Linked DNA regions of Hordeum vulgare: region 1 is linked to region 2. Evidence: chromatin contacts called from public Hi-C data. All regions are on one chromosome and are shown on one strand. The core of a region is the stretch at or near the end of the contact, and the rest is flanking DNA. Distances in the headings are between cores, read along the strand shown.

What was found. A called contact is a pair of places that touch in the nucleus more often than the background predicts.
Region 1: a Hi-C map of seedling shows a contact between it and region 2, with 6 times the contacts expected there. The contact joins the promoter of LOC123412106 here to the promoter of LOC123411991 in region 2. A contact is called at or near these places in 1 of 6 Hi-C or Micro-C datasets (seedling) and 1 of 1 datasets of contacts at active chromatin or transcription factors (embryo).

The regions. Positions count from the first base shown.
Region 1 is chr7H:432,479,343-432,482,399 of MorexV3_pseudomolecules_assembly, forward strand. It overlaps LOC123412106 (non-lysosomal glucosylceramidase-like), which reads left to right and starts at 1,517. Exons shown (of 15, transcript XM_045105051.1): 1 at 1,517-1,724; 2 at 1,810-1,869; 3 at 2,095-2,208; 4 at 2,314-2,370; 5 at 2,517-2,587; 6 at 2,706-2,805; 7 at 2,907-2,977. The coding sequence starts at 1,560.
Region 2 is chr7H:432,121,884-432,124,889 of MorexV3_pseudomolecules_assembly, forward strand. It overlaps LOC123411991, which reads right to left and starts at 1,402. Exons shown (of 2, transcript XM_045104951.1): 1 at 1,096-1,402. The coding sequence starts at 1,183.

The DNA of each region.
Region 1 (3,057 bases), core at 267-2,766, 360 kb after region 2:
GCCCTTGGCGACACTGGCGCCATCCGGATTTCTCGGGAGGGGGCGATTGGTTTCGGATGATGCAGCACCTGGTTAGGCTCTGGATTCCTTTGTTCTTTGGTTCAATTGAAGACACGTAAACTGCCATGCACTACTTGCCAATGTGGCAGGGCTACATGGATAAAGAAATAGGTTACGGTTCATAAAATAGAAAACTACCAACAAATTAATTTAATTTTCCAGCAAAAAAAATAGATTTTAGTGTGCTCGCAACGAAATACTCTATGTCCTTTGTAGATGGCATGTTGCGTGGTTTAGCAAACAAGCGAGAAGCTGGATCATGTGAGAGATCGCGACAGACAGGATATATCATGTGAGAGAAATTGGACTTTTCATTGGAAGCTGGATACGGACGGCCGACTGACTGCTACTGGGTGGCTGGAGTGCCGTGCTCTAACCTTCAGGGCCTTCTTTGATGCGCAGGGTTTAAGAAAGTTTGTAGGGGATTATTTTCGAAGGGATCAGAAACCCCGCGATTTCCTGCATGTTCATTTAGTAGACAGGGTTTGTGATGAGCAAACCCTTTCAATCCTTTCTAATCCCACTCGATTTCTTTCAACCCACGCGGCTCAGAAACCTTGTCTCATGGCTTTCAGGGATTTGGCAATTGAGGGACCGCAATCCTCCCCAACCCCTTCCTGTCAAACAAGGCCTCGGAGCCTCGTGCTCCAACCAGTGGATTTCGGCCCTGTTTGTTTCAGAAGTCCCGGGACTTTTTTTAGTCCCAACTTAAAAGGCCCTAGTCCCTACCCGTTTGTTTCCAGGGACTAAATAGAGACTAAAGGTCACTAAATGACATGCAAAAAGACCATGTTACCCTTAGTAATGTAGTAGCAGTAGTTATTAAATGACATGCTAAAAGTAGGGGCATTGTTGGAAAAAGTGCCAAAAAAGTCCCAAAAAGACCCTCCCGTAGGGACTTCTTCAAATAGTCCCAAATACCCCCTTTTAGTCCCTAAAAGTCCCTCCTGTTTGTTTCACATGAGACTTTTTGAGACTTTTTTTAGTCCCTACATCAAAAAGTCCGTGGAAACAAACACCCCCTTCATTCTCGAACAATCTCCTTTTAACCACCATGTGGGCCCAACATACGTAGTTATTATCAGCATACTAAGCGAGCTCCATGATACTTAAAGGCCTTAAATTTTCAAATTATATAAATAGTCTAACTCTAATCCTTAGAGGGAATTGGTCCGGGGCAGCTTTTGCCCAACATAATTGGTCACAAAATGCACAGCGCACTCGTTTCCAACACCCGGGCTGCTATTTCTGACGGAACAAGTGAAGGAACCACGCGACGATGTGGCACCCATCACGGATGCTTCCAGCACTCGTCTTTTCCTTGAGGCACTACATGGGTAGCTGCATCGGCAATACTTTGTTCCGTCCGGCATGATGACGCGGACGCGGGAATCCGGGTAATTATCCGAAAAGATTTGCCCACAAACGCGAGGATCATGATGACCGGGGAGCATGAATAGTGTATATCCAACAACTTCGACGAATGTGATGTGTCGTGTATGCCAACTTTTCCACGAACCGGAAGAATATCTAGTCTGATGCCAACCAGTCCTTCTGGTTATGCCCCTCGCACCTCCTTCGTCGTCTTCGCCGTCCTCTTCTTGTCGAATGAGTTATATAAACAACTAGAGCTGAACATTTCAGTGTGCGGTCTTCAGGTTCAGGTACTTCCTCTCCTCCTCTTGTGATTCTGTTCTGAATCTGGGTAATTCTGTTCTTCGAGCTGTTGACCATGTGTATCTGTTCCAGCCGAATTGGCTCCTTCATCGGTCTCTGAAGATGGGGACTTCGGAGCTAGAGCAAGCAAAGGTATCTCCCGACCTGAAAAGGCACTTGCATTTCTTTGGCTCATCAATAATTTGGTGCAATTACTTAACTGGCTCTACTTTTCAAGGGTTCAGTTAAGGTACTCCTGGCTTTTTTCAATTGTTTCTTGGATGATTTTCTAATCAGCATGCTCCTGACTGTTTCAAACCATTATGTTTATATGTCTTGAGCTAGCAAACTGGTCTGACATGGTTGTTCTTGCTCCAGGCACGTTTGCACGTCGACTGTGCTCAGCCACCAGCAATAACTTGGCAGAGGAAATTCGATGATGAAGGCAAGAAGGTTGCTATGCTTAGCATGGCCACTGATATATTGACAATTGTAAGCAAGCATGTCAACATGGGCTGTATCTTCTAAATCTTGTATTCAGAAGCAAGAATGCATACTACCAATGCTACATAAACACTGACCATGGTTGTACTTCAGATACCCTTGATTTTCAAAATGCTTCGACTACACGTCGAAGGAATCGCGAAAAACCAGGTGAGTCACTCTTGTGCCATTGAACATTCAGATAATCCGTCAACCATCATGCACATGTAGATGAAATGCCGGTGCAAATTATTCTCCCTAGTTAGTACTCGGTAGCCAGTGAAATTTCTGAAAAAATATTATCTTGTTTCGCCAAGGTTGCGGTCTATGATCCTCTCAAGAAATGGATGGACAACTGCTACCGCGGGGTACCCCTCGGCGGACTAGGGTAAGTTCTTTGGATGTTTCTGGCCCTGATTTTGCTCTCAAACTTGCCTTGATTGTGACATTCATGCATGGCTAAGCAGGTGACTGAACTTCAGATGACATTCTCCTTCTTTTTTCAGTTCAGGAAGTATAGGAAGAAGCTACAGAGGGTACTTTCAGCAGTTTCAAATATTCCCCAGGATATATGAAGAGAAGCCTATCCTAGCCAACCAGTTCTCAGTAATAAAAAAAATTACACTTGCTTTCATGAGTTGCAAACTTGCAATGCTCAATTTATGGTGGAAAACGACTTATATTGCCCACTATTTTCGCCTGTCTAGGCATTCGTTTCGCGTCCTGGTGGGAAGAGCTACTCCACGGTGTTGTCTGCACCAACTGCTGATCTCCTCAAGTAAGCAGTGAAAGCCTCACAAGCTCACATGTATTTCGTTCATCTGATTATGCCAGCCAGAGATACCATACAAAAAATTG
Region 2 (3,006 bases), core at 152-2,651:
CCGCGAAGACCACCAATTTTTTTTATAAAATGGAAGCAACGTAATGCGTACCTCAACAGACCAAGCAGTATTGAAATCGAGATTTTGCAGTACTAAATGTTACTCGCTCAATTTCATAATATAGTGCGTCCGCGCTTTTTGAAATATAAATTTAACCAGCGTGGTCTACTGCAGCGGGAGCAAAAATTATATCAATGAAAACTTTTGAAATATAAATTTAACCAGCGTGGTCTACTGCAGCGGGAGCAAAAATTATATCAATGAAAACTTCTTTCGAGTACGAATTCAATGGTATACTTTTTATTTCCGCCTGTCACGTTGGTTAAATTTATGGTCAAACATAAATCTCAAAAAACGCAGATGCACTGCATTATGAAACGGAGGGAACAGTACTACCGGCGCGGCTACGGACCGGGATCCCGGAGAGCGAATTTACTGCACTTAATTCCGTAAATAATACCTACTGATACAAGCATTATCTCCTGTTCTTTGGTCTGCATGTTGGGGACCTATTTCCCAAAAAATTTCTAATAGCAGAAGAGCGTGTAGCAGTAAATCTGGACCGTATTGAACTACTTCTGTTTATAATTTTGATTTTCTGTTGAGTGCGGAAATTTCTCATTTTCTTCTTCTTTGAACGAATACAGCATTATATTGAGAAAGAAAAAACAACTTTCTCTCCATGAACAAATAAAAGGGCCCAAGAAATCAACGACTCCGGTGAAATTCGTTGCCGAACATGCATCTATGCGTCCCGTCACCTCCAAGAGACAGTATGACTACTAAGAGAGAAAGAAAAACAAGTTTCGTCTCGATAAACAAACAAAAGGGCCCAAAGAAATCAACGACTCCAGTGAAATTCGTTGCCAAACATGCATCTATGCGTCCCGTCACCTCCAAAAGACAGTACCAGTGACCTACGTTTTTTCAGACCCACATTTCATCTGTTTATTCTTTCAGAAAACAGTAGATGAAACAAAACGAAGAGGAAACCTTCCGCCATCTAGCGCTTCTAATCAAGAAACCAAGCGGATCGTAGACACATGCGGGTGGACAGCGGTTGAGTTAGAGAGGAGTGCGGGGAGGGAGACTGACCGGACTTGCTGCCGCGGAGGACGCGGCTGGAGACGGCGGCCCACGCACGGCGCGCCCGGAACACGACCTTCTTCCGCCAACACGCCATCAGCGCCGCCGCCGCCGCCGCTCGCGAGGTGCTTCTTTCTGGCGGTTTTGCAGCGGCGGTTCCGTCGGCGGCGTCGTGGGTGGCTTGGCTTGGATGCTGCGGAGTGGCCGTTCTCTGCTCTGTGCGCGTGACGCCGGGGCGGCTTTTATCCCCGTGCGGAGGAGGCGCGGCTTGGAGCGTTGGCTCGCTTTTAATTTTTTATATTTTTATTTTGCTGCTTGTTTGCGTGTTAGCTATGTCCACGCCGGGTTTCTGGGTACACGCTTGGGTAGCAGAGATTAATCGCAAAATCTACTTTTGATGGCCCGCGATAAGGCGTTATCCGGTTAATCCCGTGAGCGGATCAGCCGTATGATTACTTCTCGATCGGGCTGATCCTTGCGTTATGCTACAATGTGTCGTTCCCAAAGTACTCCCTTTGTCCTAAAAATGACTGACTCAATTTTATACTAATTTTAATATGAAATTAGTGTAAAAATTGATTCATTTATTTTACGAAGAACGGAGTACTAACCAGCTATAGGAACTATCGTTAAACCCGCACAAAAAATCTTATAAAATGATGGTCACTATACTACTCCCAAAGCCTTAAAATCTAAGACTTCTTTGACACTATATTTTGAGACACAGAGATTACCTAAAAGAGAGATAAAATCGGTATAGGATTTTTACGGGCAACTGAACTTGCCCTCACATGTGGTGGTTGCTGGAAATAGCGTGATGTACTCTTAGAAATGACTGGGATATAGTATGTCAGAGATACTTGAATTGGGCAAGCCTAATATCCTTTGACTCCATGTGGAACGGAGCTTTCGCTTGTCATTGCCTTTCCTGTACCGGCCGACCTGACGCCGCGGAAATTTCGACACGTCACCGCAAGCTCACGTGCTGTGGCGACATCAGACCGTTCCGCGGGACCCGCCTCGGCGACCAGCATTCATTGGGTGGGCGCGGCCGTGTGTAACCTCCGGCTGGTGAGGGGGCACGTGGCAGAGGAGCAGCTAGATATTTTTAGGAGCTCATGATGCACCATCGTACCGTGATCGCCCGGATATGCTCCCTGATATTTCTTCCCTCTCCGCGGATCTCGGCTATTGACTTTGGGTGTATGAAATACGTACCGCACTATTGCCACATTAATTAACTTGATTTCATTTGAGGAAAATGATTGTATTCTCCCAATCCATATTAATTTTGGTCTTTTCCAATGCACAAGCGTTTTACATAAGGTGTCACGGCGTCTTCAAGGCGTACTCCCAAATAATGTGCATATGACTGTGTTGTACTGTGTAATCTGAATGCTTTTTTTCTTTCTGCAAGTCGATGACAAACTAGGGAAGGAGGGTGTTGCGAACGTCCGGACCGTTGCCATGCCTGCACCTAGATAAGGGTCAGTTCTTTTGGCAGCTTAAAAAATAAGCCACCAAATTTCAAGGTTTTCTCACAAATAGTGTCGTGATTTTGTCACGGTAGATGTTTTTTCTGAACGAATTTAGTGGTGAGGCCATCATCGTGGTGTGGCAACTCGAAGTGGTTGATTGGGATGAGAGACGGATTTACCTAGATTCGGCCCCTTCAATGGAGGTAAAGACCTACGTCCTGTTTTTGTGTCTATATTGATGGTGATCTTGATTGTAAGGATGCATAATCACTAACCTAGCTCTCGAGGGTTTCTTACTTGATCTTTCTAACTCGAGGGCTCTCCTTTATATATAGGTAGAAGCCTCGAATTTACAACAGAGTCCGGGCCAAATAAACGCCCGTAACTTAATACAATTATATCTTGTCTTAGTTACCAAGTTAGGAAAGTTTCTAGTGTCTTC